7 separate regions of the Mus musculus genome follow, and regions 1, 2, 3, 4, 6 and 7 are each linked to region 5. The links are chromatin contacts, called in public HiChIP or PLAC-seq and promoter capture Hi-C maps. All regions are on one chromosome and are shown on one strand. The core of a region is the stretch at or near the end of the contact, and the rest is flanking DNA. Distances in the headings are between cores, read along the strand shown.

Region 1 (2,700 bases), core at 172-2,671, 840 kb after region 5:
TGGGCAGAGACTTCCGATCTGTGTTGACCTTAGATGGAGAGTTGGGATTACTGAGGCTCTGCCACACTGGATCTTGGAGGGCATCCAGTGTGTGGGTGGTGTGCTGTGGGTTCTAACTCCTCAGCTCCTAGCCTACAGTCTCCTTGAACAACTTCCTTCCTGTAACCCGGGAACTTCTCCAGTGTCACAGGTTCAAGTCTTAGGACCCTTTATGGAAGCAGGAGCTTGTGAACTAAATTGCATCACATGTAAATTGTTCAGTCTAGTAGTGGGAAGCCCAGACCTTTGAAGCCAATGCATGGTTGGTATTGCCAATACAACTTCTCTGGGCTTCCTCCTCTCCTGCTGTTAATTGCAGTAAATGGGGTGCCATCCTCATGGGAGATGTCCTGAGGACTGAAAAAAACATTTTCTCAAAGGCCAGCTACTTAGTAGGTACCCAGACTCAGGTGTTCAAACCACTGTTCTGGGCTCTGGTGCCACAAATTTCAAGCTGGCCAGGTAGTGATTTTGTATACCTTACACCCACAGAGTAGGTGGAACTCTGTGAGCTTGAGGCCAGCCTGTTCTACAGCGCTAGTTCTAGGACAGCCAAAGCCACATAAAACCCTGTCTCAAAAAGAAAAGAACAAAAACCCAGGTTTTATTACACATGCATTTTTCTTATGGGGCTGAAGGGATGCTTACAGCAAACCCATGTAGAAAAAAAGGAGCCAGAGGTAGAGGAAGTCCAAATAACTTGCCTGGGCAGGCCGACCTGGGAAGATGAGGAAGAGGAAATAGGCTTTGATCCATCCCAGCCTTATTTAGAGAAAGGAGAGGTGTCATTGACTTTTAAAGGTCCTCATGCTGAGTGCTCCAGCGCAGAGCCCACCCACGTGTACTCTCGAACGTTCGGGGTGGGCACTGAGTTCACCCGATTAACAGGTGCTGAACCTGGGTACATATGCTCATTAGTCCCTGGATCTAAGCCCAAGCTAGACGTGTCCAAGAGGCACATCGGAAGGGCCAGACGCCTACTCTGACACGTGGTAAGGGAGTCGGTCACTGCGGGGAGGACGTGAAGCATGCTAGGCTGGGGAAGGGCACAGGCTGTACAGCCTGTGGCTTGAGGTAGATGGAGTGAGCCCGGCTGGAAGTGGTTGCCCAAGGGTGGTTCCGGCCGAGCTCAACGCCTTCTGCGTTTCCGCGGGGCTGTCCAGGCGTGCAGATGGGGAAACTGAAGACAAAACAGCGCTGGGAAGACTGGCCGCGAGACATTCAGTCTCTTAAGACCAGGCTCATCGTGGACACGACAGCACAGTCCGTGGGTCCAATCGTAGCTTCTCTTGGGGGCGGGACGCGTCGTGGCCACGCCCCTTCGGGCGGGGCTTCCCGTTGCCGCGGGGCCGTTGATTTCAGGGCGGAACGTTCGCGCGGGCAGTGCGCGCGCGCGGGGGGAAGGCCTTGAGAGAGCGCTGCGGATTCGGCTGGGCAGGCTCGGCGTGGTGCACGCGCAGCGCCATCCGGCGCAGCGCCCGGCGGCTCCACCCAGCCGAAGGGGCGCGACCCGGGTGGGAGGCGGCGAGAGCGCGAGCGACACTGGTGTCTCCGTGGCACGGCAGGTGAGGCGGCGGGTCGGGGCTGGGTGCCAGCGCCTCGCGTCTCCCCAGCCCTCAAAACCCGCCTAGGGTGCCCAGGACCCTAGTGCCCTCTGATGCGCTGGGGACCCTGCCTCCGACATCCCCTGGGCTGCCTGGGTCCGCGGCCACCTGTGGACCTGATTACCTTCCACACCTAGAAAACCTCACCATCCTCCAGATTTCCCTCAGACTCAGCACACAGACCTCGGCGGCTTCAGGGCCCGAGACCGTTATATCTTCTCCAGAAGTCCAACAGATCCCCTCTGGTCCAACTCCAAAGCTTCGGGTCTCCAGGCCCATAGACTCCCATCCTTTCTTGGGTGGAGAGGCCTTCAGACCCACCTATCCCTAGAGACCTTCCTTCCTAGGATCTCCTGCCTCCTGCTCTCTATCTTGAGGTCCACAGAGCTTTTCAGCTTCTACTAGAGTGTTCTTGAGGTTTGTGAATTGTAAATAGGGATAAAAGTAGCACCATCTGATAGGTCAACAGAGGACCACGCATAACCAAAGAGGAGGTGGGATGTGGGGCTTCGCATGTGCGTTTGTTTTCACCGTGCAGTGGAGGCTGGTGTGGGACCGACTCATTGTGGAGAATGGCAGCGCTGGGAGTAACGGGAGTTGGGCAGTCAAAGCTCTTTTAGATTGTGCCCTCAATGTGTGGTAGTTTCTGTTACCACACACAGCCCACCAAAACCAGTCCAGGAAAGTAAAGCTTGATTACAGTGGTCTAATTGATGGGACGAAGGTAAACTAAAGGTCCATCTTTCTGGGATCCTGATTTAAGGGTGGCTGTCTTCCCTGAGGTGGAGGTTTGGGGCCAAATGGTACACATCTTATCATTTTCAGTCCTGGAAATCTCTAGAACAAGGATTATCCTTTCCTCGGGCTATTGTCATTGATAAACAGTCCTTGACTTGCTTGCTACACCGGCAGTCTGGTACCCTGAGGTAAAGCCCCAAGAAAGAACATGGCCTGATGATTGTGAAAGGCAAGGGCCAGGCATTTTTAAAGAGGGAGTGGATACCCTCTGCGGCCCAGTGCTGGGTGCTGGAGGCAGATGACACAGCTCCAGCTGGTA
Region 2 (2,700 bases), core at 160-2,659, 800 kb after region 5:
AGCTGGGCTAGACCCTGCTGCCTAAGAAGGCCAGGTGCTAAAAAAGTCTCCTTCAAAAAAAAAAAAAAAAAAAGAATTGAAATTCACTTCTGCTTTTCACAGAGCCTCCCGGGCGTGGCCTACCAAGGGACCCTGAGTTCCAGGTGTTACCCTCTCCCTCTGCTACTGTGGTCCTACCAGGGTACCAGGGTACACTTCCACTTTGGAGCACTGACAGGATCTAGAAGGCTGTTACTTCCCTCAAAGAGAACTCAAGCCCTGACAGGGAGGTGGGGGTGAGGGGACACAACATAGAATGAAGTCATTCCTTACATGAAGAAGGGAGGGGTCTTTTTTTTTTTTTTTAGAGAAAATGACAAGCCCAAGATTATAGGGGAGGGGGTTTCTGCCACATGGTTCTGGGCAAATGTATCAGTTATGCATTACCTCACATCCAAGACGACCCCACCCACACCTCCCAGGCCCTTTCAAACAATGAGACACCCCCACCCCACCCAGCAGCTGAATGACTCCTTAGACCAGAATCACACCCGGAGAGGCTGTAGCAAATCCCTGATTCCAGTGCTAAGTAGGTGGGTCAAGGGGCAGAGGCCCAACAGGTCCCTTGTAGAGCTAATGGACAAGAGGACCTTTAGGTGCAGAAAGACAAAGGCTACAGCAATCAAGAGCCGCGGTCTTCCATGTGGGCTGGGGAATGTGGTCAGGGCACACTGCCTTGAACTCTGAACTCAAGGGCCTCCCAAAATCTCACGCCCACACTCCCTGCAGCAGCAGTGGGGCCCCCAGATCTTCCAGGAGAAGGAAGAAGAGTTAAGGAACCACGAAGAGGAAGAAGGAGCTGGGACAGATATCCTGGCGGTCAGAGGAAGATAGGGACGCGGAGACACAAGGATCGGGGTTCTGTGGTACCAAAAAGACACTGAGACTTGGGGTCCCGAAAGACAGAGCCCAGGGCGGTGGGGATGCACGGAGGGCAAGGAGCACAGGGGGACTAGCGGAGGTGGACTCGCGCGGACACTCACGCGCGCGCCCGTCCCCGTCACTCACCCAGGCCGCAGACCTCACGGCGCAGGCTAAGGCGTCCGCGCTCCTCGGCTATGGCGCGCAGCATGTGCTGCAACGAGCGCTCCTCCGCTTCGCTGCTGTCCACGGACTCCCGGGAGGCGGCCGGCCCAGCCCGGAGCCCCGCGGGCGCGGACGCCGAGGCACAGGCCCTGCCCGGCGGCCGCGCGGAGGCCATGCCGGGCCCCGGCTCATCGCCCGCGCCGCGCCCGCGGGGGCCACCGACACGCCCCGCCGCCCGTGCCCCGCTGCCGCCCGCCGCGAGCACCAGTGAAGCCACAATCCGCTTTTGTGTGCGTCGCCGCCGCCGCCGTCGCCACCGCCGACCTCGGAGCACAGCGGAGCACTGCGATCCTCAGCTCCGCCACCGCCCGCCCGCGCGCGCTCGACACCGCCCAGGCCCCACCCCCGACGCGGGCCCGCCCCCAAACCCGCCCTTTCCCCGCCCCCGACACGCAAAGGCCCTGCCTCATACTCCTAAAACTCCGCCCAGATCTCTGGGCAAGGCGGTGAGTCGTCCCTGGTCCTGGCCCCGCCTACTTCCTTGCGACCAGCTGCTGCCAACTTCAAAAGCCCATCGCGTCCTCGCTCCAACCTGTCGCGTGACGTTCTCGTCATCTCATTCCCACACCTTCCTTGGCCTGCTGACCTTCCCTGCTGCCCGTGTTCCCCAACCCTGAGTCCACTTTCTCCCGCCCCCCGCCCCCCCTCCAGTAGAGTCACGCCTCTGAGCCGCCCCCTCTGCGCCTCACTGATTTTGCGCTTTGTCACCGCCCTGTGCATTCCCTGAAGCCTCCAGCACACCAGCTCTGCTTATTTCTGTCTGAACCTTCCAAGTAGGTTCTGCTAAAAACTTGCTTCACAAAACTCAACAAGAAGTTACCACCTCCTTTCGGAGGTCTCCTGGGACGCCTCAGTTTCCTCTGCTGAACACTTAGGAAAAGGGGTCAGAGAGTTGCTTCCTGTCTTAGCTCCTGTGCTGACTAGAGGCCAGAGGTGGATCAGATCAGCTTGCATGTGATCCTAATTAAAGGCCAAGGTCCAGCTGGGCATCCATCCCTGTGCTAAAAGAGGAAGATGCAGGGAGCAGCCGCCAGAAGCCACGTTCTGAACTCACTCGGTGGTCCTTTCCCAGGACCAGGGTAGGTGACCATGCACTGCTGGTCTCAGCCAGTTACATTTCCAGTGTCAAATTCTCACAATCATGCTAAGCATAAAGTTCTGTCTGCCCCGACTCTTCTTCACCCTGTCTGGGATACCCTTCTCCTAGTCTCCTGTCTCCTTTGGATCCCAGTGTCCTCCAATACATTTCCTCAAAAACAAACAAACTATATCTTGCCTGCCTCCTGTTCTATTATTCCTAGGCACAGCATCCTTACCACTCCCCTGACATCACACTGCATAGCTGTAGGAGGCGTCTCAGAAAACCAGCCCCTTTCCCTTGGGCTTCCCAGTCCTCAGAATGGTTTAAGCCTCCCGTCTGTGACATTGCACCATGGCAGCTCTAACTAAGACACTGTGTATTCCTCAGGCCTGGCTTCTGACAACTGTATTCCCAGCGCCCAATAAATGCAGGCTGTGTGATGGAGACTGGAGAGAGGCCTGCTGAGGAAGATTGTCTCTAAGGAAGGTGGGGTG
Region 3 (2,700 bases), core at 18-2,517, 820 kb after region 5:
TTTTTTTCCTTTGGCTTCCTTCGTTCTCTTGGCATATTCTGCAGTCTGCAGCCTCCCCCTTGTTTTCTTTAGCCTGTCGTTTCTTCGGCGAAATACGTTGGCGGCGTTTGTGTTGCAGGACACATGGAGTGACAAGACATGGAGTCTTGGGTGCATTTAAGGGCTTCCTGACAGCATGTTCACAGGCACCATCTTCTTGAGCGAGATCAAAAGTTGGCACAGTTTTGCTAGCTCTTTTGGTCCCCAGTAGCAGAAGCACCGTAGTATCTGTCAATCTAAAAATAGCCTCCCTCTCTCTCTCCCTCTCTCCCTCTCTCTCTCTCTCTCTCTCAGTAATCAAGTCGTGAACATTCAGATTGACATCTTTCCACAAAGTATCTGTGAACACACAATTCCCTTCCCCCATTCGCGTTGGTCATAACAGGAATGCCCCTTACTCAACAGCAGGGTGTTCTGCTGTGGGTCAAGACACTTTGTTTCATGGGAAAACCTTGTTTGTTGTTCCCACCACTGATTGGGGGCCCACAACCCTTCCACTCTTCACCCAGAGCATACCCAGGGCATCATCCCTATTTCTAGGTCTGTGTGTTTCTCATAGGACCAGTGATGTTTGCATTCGAGATCCATGTCAAAGAGCAGTGGCTGGGTATTGTTCAGTTTCATCTTGAAGGAGCCCTCAACTGAAGAGGTACAGCACAAAGGAGCAGGTTTTCTTCTCTTCCGCCCCTCCCCCTTGGTTTTGCTGAGGGAACCCAGGGTCTTACTTGGACCAAGCAAGCATCTACCACTGAGCTGCACTCCAGCCCAGCATCACTATTGCCCGTTGCCTCTCAGGAGGAGGTTCCTGCCCCTTCCTTACCTCCTTGGGCCTCTGTCTTGTACGGCCTGTGAACAGAAAGAGTCACTATCCAGGACTTCATTTTTCCATGACTGTTAATTTTATCAGTATCTGGCACATAGTATGGGCTCATGCTTATGAGAATTAGCGTCTTTGCGGTATAGAAGTTGAGGTCCCAAAGATGCTTATGGGATTAGCATCTCTACTTTGCAGTATAGAAATTGAGGTTCCAGAGATTGCGTTATCTCTGACAACACTGTGAAAACCTCAGCTTAGTTTCTGCACACCTTAGGAGCTTTGCAGAAGACCAAGAGAAGGATCAGAGCTTTAGTTGCTCTGGGCGGGAGGAGCCCAGGACCGGACTGTATGCAAATATCTCAAGGGGAGGCTTCGGATTGGTCCGTTTGAGAGGGGCGGGGCATGCCCTTGCTGGTGACAGGTGAGCGGAGCTGCAGGGAGCAGGTGCGCGTTCTCAGGCAGAGTGCATCGCGAAGGCTCATCTCGGGCGATGCTCCTGCTCTGGGCCCTGCTGGCTCTCGGATGCCTGCGGTGTGGCTGGAGTAAGCCGGGGAGAAGACCTCCAGGGCGTGTCCAGGGAGGCCTGAGGGGAGTGGAGACACTGAGTGGCACTAGGAATCTCATTTAGGGGGTTCAGGAATAGGCGCCTGCATTAGGGACACAGATGTTAGCAGCTGTAGTAATAGAAACTGATGGGAATCCCAGCGCCCACCCTTGGGCTGGCCTCAATTCTGTGATGGTTGTTGCTAGGGAACACCACACAGGGGCTGCAGAGAGCAGACTCACCCAGTCCTGTGGTGACCCCTGAACTGAGGGGAGGTAGAACGGCAAGTTCTTGGAGTGGGAGGGATGTTCCATCCTGGCATTGGCTTGTTGATCCTTATGGCCCGGGCAGATAGTGAGGAGAAGCCTGCAGGGGTTGAAGCTGAGAGTAGACATGAAAAAGCTGTGAACTTCGGGACCTCACTGTCTTTCCTCAGAGACTATGAGGGAAGCCAGTGGGGGAGCCACAAAGGGTCTGAGAGAAAGGAAAACGGATGAGGCTTGCTTGTTAGGGTAGACCGTTCAAGTGAAGAGAGTGAGGGGTGGAGGCAGAGAGACCTTATGGAGACAGCTAGAGGGCAGCAGCTGTCTGACTGAGGTGGGGTAGGGATGTGTCTGCCCAGAATGACCAGCAAGGTGGGCACAGGGAACAGGAGAAAAGTTCATGGGATGACCCATTGGGAGGACCAAACCCAGTACTGGACCTGCAGCAAGGGCCCAGAGGTCAGCTCCTACCCTCATTGCCTTCCCCAGCTGTGAACCTCCAGCCCCAACTGGCCAGTGTGACCTTTGCCACCAACAACCCTACCCTCACCACCGTGGCCTTGGAGAAGCCTCTGTGCATGTTTGATAGCTCAGAGCCACTCAGCGGCTCTTACGAGGTTTACCTCTATGCTATGGTCGACTCAGGTAAGGGACCCGCTTCCCTCCAAAAGCGCCACTTGACAGTCTACGGGGAAGAGGGGGAAAGTGGGGGGTGGGATATTGCATGTCTATGAAGGTCCAGGATGCCTTCACTTATCACTGCTCTCACACACACTGACACCATTGTGGTTGTGGCCCCAGACCTGCCCTTTACCAGGCTGGTGGGAGGGAGCCACACCAGTTTCCCAGCACCAGCCTAGCACCAGCTGCCTTGCCCACTTTAGAGCCACTGTCTGCAAGCAGCATGCAGGGTATTATGGTAGAGTAGGGGATGAAGACGGGGTGGGGGCCCCTCTCTGGGGTTTGGACAGCTACATTCTGATCTCACAGGCCTTTGAGCCTAGGGTTGTTTCAGGGTTTTTCCCTGGATTGCTCCC
Region 4 (2,700 bases), core at 46-2,545, 640 kb before region 5:
TCAGCAGGTAAGAGCACTGACTGTTCTTCTGAAGGCCCTGAGGTCAAATTCCAGCAACCACATGGTGGCTCACAACCACCATTAATGAGATCTGACACCCTCTTCTGGTGTGTCTGAAGACAGCTACAGTGTACTTATTTATAATAATAAATAGATCCTTGGGCCAGAGCGAGCAGGGCCAACTGGAGCCAGCAGAGGTCCTAAATTCAATTTTCAACAACCATATGAAGGCTCACAACCATCTGTACAGCTACAGTGTACTCACATACATTAAATAAATAAATAAATCCTTTTTAAAAAATTTATGTGTGTGGCCAGGTGTGGTGGCACATGCCTTTGGTCTCAGCACTTGGTAGGCAGAGGCAAAAGGATCTCCGCGAGTTTGAGGCCAGTATGGTGTACAAAGCGAGTTCAAGATATACAGGGCTGTTACACAGAAAAACCTTGTCTAGAAAAAAACCAAAATAAAGCAATTTATGTGTTTGAATGTTTTGCCTGTTTATATGTTTTGTGCACATGGTGCACATACCTGATACCCGCAGAGGCCATAAAATAGCATCAGATCCCATGGAACTGGAGTTATGGATGGTTGTGAACCTACCACATGAGTGCTAGGAACCGAACCAAGATCCTCTAGCCCAACGCATTCATCTTTAATGTGATATGTTAACTCGGTGCATTAAGTGTGAAGTGTCTGTGTCGTCTAAGATGCAAACTCCCCTGGAGCAGGGATCCTCATTTTGTGCAGTGCGTCTAGAATACTATCAACGAGGACCAGATTGGGGACCAATAAGAACCAGACTGAGGAACCCTGAGACCCAGAAGGCGGGGTCCGGCGCTCGCTCCTCGGCTCACCGCCGGCTGCAGATGATGTAGCTTCTCCACGGCGGCCAGTGAAGCCACAAAGACGGCGGGCTGGCAATGCACTGTGCGGTCCAGGTCCTCCTGGGGCCCCCGCAGGCACAGCTCCAGCAGATCGTAGCCCAGTACCCGGTGCGCGGCCTCGTAGAGCTGCCGCACACGCGGGAGGTGGAGCAGGCCGCTGCCCATGCCGACCGCCTGGCAGCCCTGGCCGGGGAAGAGCAACACGGAGCACTGTGAAGGTGGCCGCCGCCGCGCCACCGCCTCCTGGGCTCCCTCCTCGGCCACGCTGGAGTCCCGCAGCAGCTCCGCCACGTCCACGGCGTCCGGCGGCGGCTCCCGGAGGCTCGAGGCGGCGCGGCGGCCCCAGGAGCGCCAGGCCCACCCGGCCCGAGCTACCCGAGCGCTCATTGCGACGCGCAGAGCCGGTGGTCGTTATCGCTGCGGCTGAGACGCACTGCGGCTGCGCAGCGGGGCGGTCCTTCCTGTATTTCCTGTCGGGTCATCTAGGCAGCCAGTAAAAAAACGTTCCTATGTTACCTACTCATCTTTACCAGCTCTCAAACTATTTGCAGTTGCATGTCGGTCCTGGAGTGGTCCGTGCGTTTCCTTAAACATCTCCAACCAGGAACCGCAGATAGCTTCCATAGTGAGCCTTCAATAGGTATCTACGTACTAAATTGTGCACCACCGTCCAGTAGACCGTGAAAGTGCTGTGGTTGGCTTGGTTTTGCCCATGATTCTGCCAACCGTACTAAGCAAATAGTTCTTGTTGCCTACAAAGCACAGCGAGGTGTCCAAATCATAATAGGAAGCTAGTAAATCTCCGTGCGGTGGAACCAAGTACAAGTCAGATTCGCTTTTTAAATTCCACAGTTTATAGCCGAGTGGTAGTGGCGCACCTTTAATTCCAGCATTTTGAAGGCAGAGGCAGGCGGATCTGAGTTCGAGGCCAGCATCGTCCACAGAGCAGTTCCAGGACAGCCAGGGCTACTCAGAGAAACCCTATCTCAACAAACAAACAAACAAACACATACACACACACACTCAAACAAACATACACACACACACTCAGAGAAGCTCTGTCTCAATAAATAAATAAATCCTCAGTTTACAAACAAGGAGACAAACGTCGTAAAGATTGTGTACTATATGGTTAGTCACAGAATGGCACTGGAAGTTGTGCTTATGCAGTCTCTGAGAGCTATTGTGAGTCTGGGTCACACTGATCCTTACCTGAGCCCTGCACCCCTTTTCCAGAACTCTGATCTGTTCTCATTTCCTGCCAGTCTCTGCTAAGGTGCCCAGGAAATCCATCCCCGCCCCCACCTCAATACTCACCACAGCCTTTACAATGAGAAGATCTATTTGGAGGTATGTCTCAGTTTGCTCTGGCTGGCATACCAATGCCATAGACTTAAGGGCTTAATAATCGAAATTATATGTCAGAGTTCTTGAGGCTGAAAAGTCCAAGATCAAGCTCAGCACTTGCAGATTCAGTGTCTGGAAAGAATCTGTTTCATGGCTTGCAGATAACTAACTCTTCTGTATCCAAACCCGGGTGCCCTAGCCCTAACTCTGTTAGTATACAGGCAGTTCCACTGGCCTTCACTCAGGGACCTAGCAACTGCTTACCTCATTACCGGCCTTAGCCAGCTGTGCCAGGTGTGTTACAGCCACCCCAGCTCTCTCCGTCTTTGCATTCCCTCTTTGTTCAGAATGTTTCCTCTTTCTCTTTCTGCTCCCCCATCTTTGCCTCCCTGTCTACATGGCGATTTCCCTGGCCTCGTTTTCTGAGACCGGTGAACCTGTTCGAGAGCTGCCCACAATAAACCAGCT
Region 5 (2,700 bases), core at 64-2,563:
AGATTCACGGGAACATGGGCCCCATCTTTGCAGATGCTTAACGAGAAAAAGGTCAGGAGTGTCCCGGAAGGAGGGGATGGAAAAGGAAGCTAGGCTTCAGTGGTCAAGTGCAGTGGTGTCAGGTTGACTGCAGGTCAGAGGACAGGAACCCCACTCTATCTTTAGTAAACTGCAGTTCAGAGCTACCAGTGGCTTTTATTACATTATTCTTTTGAGGCACAGTAACTGTTTCTGCTACCAAAACACAAACGCACAGCTGTCTTTTTTGTTTATGTAACCGTCCTCACCTGAACACTCAAGAGAGCTCCATTCATCTTTTAAAAAATATGAATCTGGGGCTGGTGAGATGGCTGAACGGTTAAGCGTGTCAACTGCTCTTCCAAAGGTCCTGAGTTCAAATCCCAGCAACCACATGGTGGCTTACAACCATCCGTAACGAAATCTGATGCTCTCTTCTGGAGTGTCTGAAGACAGCTACAGTGTACTTACATATAATAAATAAATAAGTATTTTTTAAAAATATGAATGTGGGTGGTGGTGGTCCATGCACCTTTAATTCCAGCACTTGGAGGCCAGGGGCAGATGGAGCTCAGTGAGTTCGAGGCCAGCCTGGTCTACAGAGCAAGTTCCAGGACACTCGGGCCTACACAGGAAAAACCTTTAAATGAAATATAATGTCGCCAGGCAGTGGTGGCGCACGCCTTTAATCCTAGCACTTGGGAGACAGGCAGGCGGATTTCTGAGTTCGAGGCCAGCCTGGTCTACAGAGTGAGTTCCAGGACAGCCAGGGCTACACAGAGAAACCCTGTCTCATAAATAAGTAAATACATAAATTAAATGTCATACACATTTCTGAGGAGTCTGGGAAGGCGAAATTTATTCACTTCTGAGAGTCTGTTCGCTCCTAACACCATGTGGGTCTGCAGGATTGAACCAAGCTGTCAGGCTTGGAGGCAAGTATCTTTACATACCGAACTCTCTTTAAAGACGCCTCCACCCCATCCTCAGCCCAGACCCTTTTTACTGGACCCGTCGGTTCCCGGAGCACACACTCTGTCTTCCTTGCGCCCTTCTGCTCACACCTTAGAAGTGGAACTGAGGCTCCAAGGACTAGACCGGGGTAAGCCCCCATACAACGAGGAGCTCAGCTCCGTTGCCTTTTCACGGGACCAGCTCTGCCCATAACCGCAGCTTTCTGGGCGTCACTGAACGCTCCACGCTTGCACTGGGCTTCCTGGCGTTCTTGTGAACATCCGGGTCACTCTCTCATACGGACCAATGAGCGGAGGGTCTTGAGTCAGGGGGCGGACCCTAGGTGGTACAACATGGCGGCGCTCGGCACGCAGCTTCCGTGACCTGTAGCCGAGCCTCTTGTGTTTGTAGCTGAGTTTGGTTGGGCGCGGGCACCGCCTTGGGGCAGCAGCCGGAGAGGGAGCCATGGGGACAGTGCACGCCCGGGTGAGAGGCCCCCGCGGCGGCTGGGCGGGACACGCGCGCCTGGGGCAAGGGCGGCAGCGAGGGTGTGGGAGCTGCTTTGGGCCGGAGGCTGTCTGTCGCGGTCGGGAGGGCAGTGGTGACTTGCCCAAGGTCATTCAGCGGAATTTCCCCAGGTGACCTTACAGCACCAAGGCTTGGAAGAAGGGTTTGTCAGAAGACAAGACACAACAAGTTATTTTGCAGCCTTGTTTTACAGTTTCCAGTTACTATTATGTGCACCAGTGTGTGCGCGCGCGCGCGTGTGTGTGTGTGTGTGTGTGTGTGTGCGCGCGCACTTTGTGTGCATAGCCCGTGGAGGCCAGAAGGGGGCAATTGATCCCCTGAAACTGTAGTTCCAGAGAGTTGTGAGCCTCCTTATAGGTGTCAGGAACCACTCTGGTCCTCTGCAAGAGCAGTACCTGCTGAACCCATCGCTCCAACCCAGCACTATTGCTTAAAAAGGGGTGTGTGTGTGTGTGTGTGTGTGTGTGCATGCATGTGGAGGTCAGAAGACAACAGCTGGAGTCAGTTTTCTCCTACTTTGTGGTGTGGAAACTGGGGAATGGAACTCTGGTGATTAGGCCCTAAGGGGCGAGTGCCTGTGCCTGCCGATCTGTCCTCACTTTTGAGTTGGCTTTCATTGAGTTGGCAACCTGGAATTGGGCAGAATGAGCTCCCTCCCCATAAATGGGCAGAGCAAACTATAGAAGACCCTTGTGCTGTCTCAGCATCTCCTCCATCCCTATTTCTGACTTTGGCTTTGTAGCCCAGGCTAGCCTCATATTAGTAGTCTTGTCTAAGCTTCTGACGAGCATGTGTCAGTATCTCGGGCAAGCACTCACTGAGCTATATCCATAGATCTCTTCAACTATTTTCCTTCACTAGGCTGTCAGGGCCAGCCTGGAGCTCAGTCTGTAGTCCAGGCTGGCCTTGAATTTGGAATCCTTCATACCTTTGAGTAGCTGGGCTTATAGATCCAGTAGCTAGGCATGGCACTACACACCCTTAATCTCAGCACCCAGGAGGCAGATACAGTGAATTTGTTGTGAGTTCAAGTCCAGCCCTGTCTATGCAGTGAATTTTAGGCCAGCGAGAGCTATATAGTGAGGCCCTGTCTAAAAACAAAACAAAACAAACACTACGTAGTGAGAGAATCCCCATTGGTAAACAGGTCCTGGAGGATACTGAGCTGTGGCAGAAGTGTGAACCACAGTGACATCTGCC
Region 6 (2,700 bases), core at 41-2,540, 600 kb before region 5:
AAGGAGGTGCCACTGACAGATGAGCCTCGACCAATGATGTAGTAATATCTGATAATCAGACTGAAGTAGAGAAATCACTTAATACTCCACCTACCAAACCGGTCACTACAGCTGCTTGCCCTGGGGCTGACGGCCAGTTATAACCTCACGGTATTGCCCAGGACCATCAACAATGTAACACTAGCACAAGGCTGGCTCCTCCTCTTTTACTGTCCCACAGGGCTAAGGATTGAGGCGCCTCCCAACCGCCAGCATGCTATAGTGAGCTGCAGTACAGCCCTACGTATAGGCTTAACCAGGAAATATCTGGCCCATACACAGTGTGGAACTAGATCAAAGAGGGTAAGCCTACCCCATTGAGAGGCACCGGGGAATCCTAGCTTTTGGACTCTCCCAGTCACCTGAAGGCTTAGTGGGTCTCAGATAGGAGGTGGTGTCCTGTGAAAAACCAAGCTCTTGCTTCGCAAAAGACCCTCCGCCCAGCCTAGCAGCTGCTGTCTTCATCACCCAAACCCTGTTCTCCGACGGAAGAAGCCGGGCACCCCGTGGAAGCCTAGCTCAGGTGAAGGATGGAGCCATTCTCTCAAAAGATGGGGGAGACCTTCTAAACCCTCTCTTAGCGTCGTCTCCATGTCTCAGGGCCTCCATTCTCTTTAGTGTACAAAGGGAGACCTGCTACTCACGCCGTGGGAAACAACTCCACAGAGTTCTACGGACTAAGCAGAGCTGCACAGAGCTGACTGAAATGATGCCGGTGTAGCTTGAATCTAACAGGAGCTCCTGCATCCGCCGGAGCCTCAGTTTCCTCATCCGTAAGTGGAGTCGCGAGTTCTACTCTTAATATATCAACCGAGGCGTTGGGATGCTGCGAGCCAAGCGCATGCCGGTTTGCAGGTCCCTGCGCATCCTCGGCGGGCCCATAACCCTGCAGGATGGCGGCACAGGCGCATCTCTCGGCCTGTACCCTTCTGACTCCCAGGTACATCCTGCTCCTGAACTTATAAGTGGCTCCCCTTCAGAGCTGCTGAGCTGTGCTCCCCACTCGACCGCATAGCCTGCCCGCAGCCCGTGCCATCTCGTACCTCGTGCTCCAGCTTGTGCAGAAGGCGGCCCCATAGTCGCTCTGGGACTCCCGAGGCGCGCAGCGTAGGGCCGTGCAGCGACACGAACTCGTCCAGCAGCCGCGCGTTCAGCCTCTCGGCGCGGCCGGGACTGCCAGGCTGCGGCCCGGACTGGATCTCCATAGTGCTCGGAAGAGCACGGCGCCGCCCACCGCAGGATTTAAGCGGACGGCGCGCACGCGCCTGCGTCCTGGGTTGCGAGGTTCCAAGAGTGCGCACGCGCGCTGGGGGCGTGTCTTCTCCATTCATCCCAGGACTGCCGCGAGGGATTCTGGGAACGCTGCTTAGAAGCCCCAGAGAGTCAGAATCAGGAGAGATTGTCCTCAAGGAGCCGGTGAAGCTGAGATGGGGAGGGGGTCGGGAAGAGGCAGAAGGTGCTCCCCCTTGCGCTGGTTGCAATCTTGTTTCGCCTGAATTTTTTTTTTAATTTTAGTTTAAAATTTTTATTTTTTTATTTTACGTGTGTGAGTGCTTTTATTTTACGTGTATGAGTGTGTATGTAAGTGCATATATGGCTCATGAAGGTTAGGAGACTGCGTCAGGTCCCTTGGAACTGGAATTACACATGGGGTGCTGGGATCCAAACCGGGTCATCTGCAAGAGCAGTTAACTACTAAGCCATTTTCCCAGACTTGTTTTGTTTTATTTTGTTTTGGTGTGTGTGTGTGTGTGTGTGTTTGTGTGTGTGTCACAGCGCACTTGTGGAAAGCAAAGAACAAAACATTGTAGAGTCTGTTCTCTTTCCATTTTTATCAAACGCAAGTCATTAAGATTGCATGGCAAATGCTTTACCACTGAGCCATTTGCTAGGGCTTGGTTATCATCATCATATTGCCACAGGGTCACATTCAGCTCAGACTAATCTGACCAAGAAACTCACTTTGTTTCGAAGGCTGGCCTTGAACCCTTCCTCCCTCCACCTGTCAAGCATTGGGAGACACCAGCGTGTGGGGATCCTAGTTATATCTCAAAGGTGGACAGATCTTTCTAGGGATTGGAGGAGCCTTCTCAGTCCTTGGAATGCCTTGTTGAATTCAAAGGTTGTGATAACTTGGTGTGCCATCAAAAGGGTTATTCCACAAGTGCAGAGATCAGCTTGCCTCTGCCTCCCAAGTGTTGGGATTAAAGGCATAAGTTACCACCTCCAGCCGCTTTCTTGCTTCCTGTCTATCGAGGAAAAGAGAGCCCTAAATTCAGAGAAAGACTCTGTCTCAAGAAATTAAGCAGAGAAAGGCAGATGAGGATACCCAATATCTTCTTTTAGCCTCCACTTGCACATGGCACACTCCCTCCCTGTATGCATGGACTCATATACCCACAAGCCCTCAACAATCAATCAATGACTGCATGGATCATTTCATCATATAATTTGCTAGATGGAGATGAGATAGAGGGTAGTTTAAAATTTTTTTCAATAGATGTATGTGATGGTTTGAATATCCTTGCATAAGAGAGAGAAACTGTGAGGACGGGGCTGGGTGATTTTGGGAAGTTCGCCAAGCAGCTTCCAGCCAGCAACACAGACTCTCTTCAGCTTTCAGAGAGTCTGTGTGTATTCTCTGGTGGAATTACCTTACAA
Region 7 (2,700 bases), core at 71-2,570, 660 kb after region 5:
GAAGACACAGAGGAGCGGGCTCAGCCTGGCCGCCCCGGGGGGGGGGGCGAGCAGGCGAGCCCCGAGCCCCGCATCCCCACCACCCACTGCCTGGCGGACCAAGCCGACCCCAACGCGCCCCAACTTTCCGGGACCGCTTTCCTCACACGGGCCACCGTGCAATGTCGCGCGAAGCAGCTTACCTGTGGCTGCCGCCTCATTGGGGCAGCTCCCGGGGCGGGGCGGGGGCCGAGGCCACCCGGCGGCGCGCCCCGAGCCGTGCAAGTTTGCAGGCCGGGGTGCGGGTGCGAGTGAGTGTAAGAGTGTGTGCCGGGGGAGGGGGGACGAACAAAGAGCCAAGTAAACACGGCGAGTCCGTGTCGAGCAAAGCTCATAAATATTCAAGTCGCGTCCTAATCTCCCCAACACACACACGCGCACGCCGCAATATCACTCGGGCACCGGCCGCCTCTCGCCGGAGTCACAATCGCCAAACTACTTTTGCTAACAGTGAGGGTCGGTGCCGGGCTGGGCCCGGAGCAGGAGGCTAGGAGCTGGCCGGTCCATGCACCCTGTTCCCTGGGCAGCTCTAGGAGGGTCCCCTTTCCGGTCGCCCGAGTTGTGCAAACGGGGCAGTGGCAGAGAAGACGCCACGCTGGGGTCCCACGAACCCTGGATCTGCAAACAGTGCTGGATCGCACGGAAGCGAGGGGGAGAGGGAGAACTAAGGGTTCCATCCCAGCCCCGGGACATGTTCCAGGAAGGGGCCTGCTTCCAGCACCCCTGAGACCAAGAGTTAGATACGGAGCTTCGATCCCTCTCGCCTCCACTCCCCGGGCCACTAAGGCTCCCCGGTCCAGTATCCGGGACTACCTACCTGGTGGCGCGCGAGTTCCACCGCGAGCGCCTCGGACCGGCTTTGCAGCTCCATCGCCGCAACTTGGGCAGCACTTTGCGCTCACTTTGGCCGGAGCTCGCAGGAAGTTGTGCGGCTCGGCGGGAACCAGACCGGGAGAGCTCGGATCCGGTGTCCCGGGCACAGAGAGACACGAGTTCCCTCCTGCAGCGCCGATAGGAAAGGAGGCTGACGAGAGGGAAGAAAGGCGAGCTGGCGCCCAACTCTTCCGGCTGCCGCTAAGTTGCGCCGGGTGCCCGGGCTGCCTGCGCCGCCCGGCGCATGGCCCCCAGGCGCCGGGAGCCCCGCGCAGCCCCCCAGCGCGCGCCCTGTCGCCGCCCGCGCCAGCTGACCGCCGGCAGGGACTATATTTCCTCCGGCGCGCGCGCCTGGATCTCGCTGGGGCCGCGGCAAAGTTGTGCCTCGGCACGATGCTAATTCGGCAGTGCCCGGATGGAGCGGGCCGGGGCGGCAGGAGGCGGTGCCGGGAACCCGCTGCCCGCCCCGCCCCGCCCCGCCCGGCCCGCGCGTGCGCATTGCGTTCGGCCCAGCGACCAGGCTCAGGAAACAAAAGTGGCGGCTGAGCGGAGCGCAAAGTCGCGGCTCTGAGATCTGGGCGCCCGAGCGATCTCCTCGGTGCGCAGCCGAGAGCACGGGGAGCAGGGAATGCTTTCACAGTCCCACTCCCGGAGCGACAATTCCCGCAGCAAACTGAGATGCCACCCTCCTGCTTCTTGCACCTCCTCCCTCCTCCGCTTCCCCTTCTCGCCTCGCTCTCCGGTTTTATTTAAATCACCCGGTCCTCTCCCGCAGCGCCTAGCACTGAGACTGGGGAACTAAATCAGTCCTGTCGCCGGAGTCCCAGCGCCTAATGGCCGCTGTGGTATTTAAATAGTATGAAAACTGATCTCTTGATTGGTCCTTTAATGATTTTTTTTACACTCACAATTAAACTCTCAACAGATGTCCCTAGACTTTTTTTTTTCCAGACAGTTGTTAAAAATCGTAAACACGACAGGTCAGTGTGACATAAAGCAATCATAACTACAGCTGCGGAGATGACATTTCAGAATTCCCAGTCCCGGGGCCGGGGTCAACGTCTCAGAGATTACTGCGGCGGAGTTTCCTGTCCTCATCAATTAATGTCGGGGCTTTGTGCCCTGCTGGGCGCTAGCACACTAGTGTGTTTCAAAGAGGCCAGGGAAAGGGGGGCCTCTGTGTCAGAGTAACCGTGAATTGATAGAGACTCATAACTAACTCTTTCCGTGGGTCACAAGAAAAGGAGGAAGGAAGGAAAGAAAAGAAAACTCAGGCACACCAGTCAGAAATGTCTCTTCAATGGATGCCAACAGTCTACATATTTCCTTTACCCCTCAGGAGAAATCTCTCTCTCTCTCTCTCTCTCTCTCTCACACACACACACACACACACACACCAGAACACCAGTGTTGTTAGAGCCATATACAGTATTGGTCACAGTCGACAAAGATGACAACGATCTAACTGGCTGACTAAACTGGTTCCTCCCACTTCTGGGTTAGACTCAAGTCAAGACAATGTCTCCCACTCCCCATTTTTTCTTTCAACCCCCCCCCCCATTTTGTAGTTAGAGGTGCAGAGGATCCAGGGGCTGGAGCATACTAGGCAAGCCTCTGTTACAGGAGCCATGCTCAAAGCTCCACTCATGTCTTTTGCTGGGGAGGACAGCAGCCTAGGTGAAGACTGGTGTTTGGAGGACCAGGAGGGGCATGTGCTGGCCAAGAGACTCCCTCCTGTGATTTCTGTAAATGTCATTGGCTTTTGGCAAAAACTCAGGGTTATCTTTC

What was found. Promoter capture Hi-C pulls out the DNA fragments that hold promoters and counts their contacts. HiChIP or PLAC-seq counts read pairs in DNA pulled down with a chosen protein or histone mark. Capture Hi-C pulls out chosen DNA fragments and counts their contacts.
Region 1: a promoter capture Hi-C map of liver shows a contact between it and region 5, with 2.8 times the contacts expected there. The contact joins the promoter of Fam118a here to the promoter of Samm50 in region 5. A contact is called at or near these places in 3 of 39 promoter capture datasets (the 3T3-L1 cell line, the C10 cell line and pre-B cells), 3 of 484 Hi-C or Micro-C datasets (the G1E-ER4 cell line and regulatory T cells), 2 of 115 datasets of contacts at active chromatin or transcription factors (effector CD8 T cells and memory CD8 T cells) and 2 of 9 other capture datasets (liver and pancreatic islet).
Region 2: a contact with region 5 is called in a promoter capture Hi-C map of pre-B cells, with 2.5 times the contacts expected there. The contact joins the promoter of 5031439G07Rik here to the promoter of Samm50 in region 5. A contact is called at or near these places in 2 of 39 promoter capture datasets (the C10 cell line and pre-B cells), 2 of 484 Hi-C or Micro-C datasets (both in the G1E-ER4 cell line), 1 of 115 datasets of contacts at active chromatin or transcription factors (bone marrow-derived macrophages) and 2 of 9 other capture datasets (adipose tissue and pancreatic islet).
Region 3: a promoter capture Hi-C map of hippocampal neurons shows a contact between it and region 5, with 2.0 times the contacts expected there. The contact joins the promoter of Upk3a here to the promoter of Samm50 in region 5. A contact is called at or near these places in 1 of 39 promoter capture datasets (hippocampal neurons) and 1 of 9 other capture datasets (liver).
Region 4: an H3K27ac HiChIP or PLAC-seq map of microglia shows a contact between it and region 5, with 4 times the contacts expected there. The contact joins the promoter of Mcat here to the promoter of Samm50 in region 5. A contact is called at or near these places in 1 of 39 promoter capture datasets (trophoblast stem cells), 1 of 484 Hi-C or Micro-C datasets (muscle stem cells) and 2 of 115 datasets of contacts at active chromatin or transcription factors (extraembryonic endoderm stem cells and microglia).
Region 6: a contact with region 5 is called in a promoter capture Hi-C map of 3T3-L1-derived adipocytes, with 4 times the contacts expected there. The contact joins the promoter of Ttll12 here to the promoter of Samm50 in region 5. A contact is called at or near these places in 9 of 39 promoter capture datasets (the 3T3-L1 cell line, 3T3-L1-derived adipocytes, HPC-7-derived erythroid cells and 4 more), 2 of 484 Hi-C or Micro-C datasets (both in the G1E-ER4 cell line) and 5 of 115 datasets of contacts at active chromatin or transcription factors (bone marrow-derived macrophages, embryonic forebrain, embryonic stem cells and 2 more).
Region 7: a promoter capture Hi-C map of pre-B cells shows a contact between it and region 5, with 5 times the contacts expected there. The contact joins the promoter of Phf21b here to the promoter of Samm50 in region 5. A contact is called at or near these places in 3 of 39 promoter capture datasets (hippocampal neurons, liver and pre-B cells), 2 of 484 Hi-C or Micro-C datasets (cerebral cortex and embryonic stem cells), 1 of 115 datasets of contacts at active chromatin or transcription factors (memory CD8 T cells) and 1 of 9 other capture datasets (liver).

The regions. Positions count from the first base shown.
Region 1 is chr15:85,035,641-85,038,340 of GRCm38.p6, forward strand. It overlaps Fam118a (family with sequence similarity 118, member A), which reads left to right and starts at 1,422. Exons shown (of 9, transcript NM_133750.4): 1 at 1,422-1,604.
Region 2 is chr15:84,986,562-84,989,261 of GRCm38.p6, forward strand. It overlaps 5031439G07Rik (RIKEN cDNA 5031439G07 gene), which reads right to left and starts at 1,410. Exons shown (of 10, transcript NM_001033273.3): 1 at 1,048-1,410. The coding sequence starts at 1,111. It overlaps Gm39558 (a long non-coding RNA gene), which reads left to right and starts at 1,474. Exons shown (of 4, transcript XR_875533.1): 1 at 1,474-1,571; 2 at 2,594-2,700.
Region 3 is chr15:85,015,874-85,018,573 of GRCm38.p6, forward strand. It overlaps Upk3a (uroplakin 3A), which reads left to right and starts at 1,268. Exons shown (of 6, transcript NM_023478.2): 1 at 1,268-1,398; 2 at 2,153-2,308. The coding sequence starts at 1,347. It overlaps Gm52194 (a long non-coding RNA gene), which reads right to left. Exons shown (of 3, transcript XR_003951558.1): 2 at 1,643-1,781; 3 at 1,271-1,439.
Region 4 is chr15:83,554,416-83,557,115 of GRCm38.p6, forward strand. It overlaps Mcat (malonyl CoA:ACP acyltransferase (mitochondrial)), which reads right to left and starts at 1,296. Exons shown (of 4, transcript NM_001030014.2): 1 at 856-1,296. The coding sequence starts at 1,272.
Region 5 is chr15:84,190,927-84,193,626 of GRCm38.p6, forward strand. Samm50 (SAMM50 sorting and assembly machinery component) reads left to right here and starts at 1,314. Exons shown (of 15, transcript NM_178614.5): 1 at 1,314-1,458. The coding sequence starts at 1,438.
Region 6 is chr15:83,593,867-83,596,566 of GRCm38.p6, forward strand. Ttll12 (tubulin tyrosine ligase-like family, member 12) reads right to left here and starts at 1,291. Exons shown (of 14, transcript NM_183017.2): 1 at 1,083-1,291. The coding sequence starts at 1,244. Gm52182 (a long non-coding RNA gene) reads left to right here. Exons shown (of 2, transcript XR_003951515.1): 2 at 471-1,580.
Region 7 is chr15:84,854,809-84,857,508 of GRCm38.p6, forward strand. Phf21b (PHD finger protein 21B) reads right to left here and starts at 1,321. Exons shown (of 13, transcript NM_001081166.2): 1 at 857-1,321. The coding sequence starts at 910.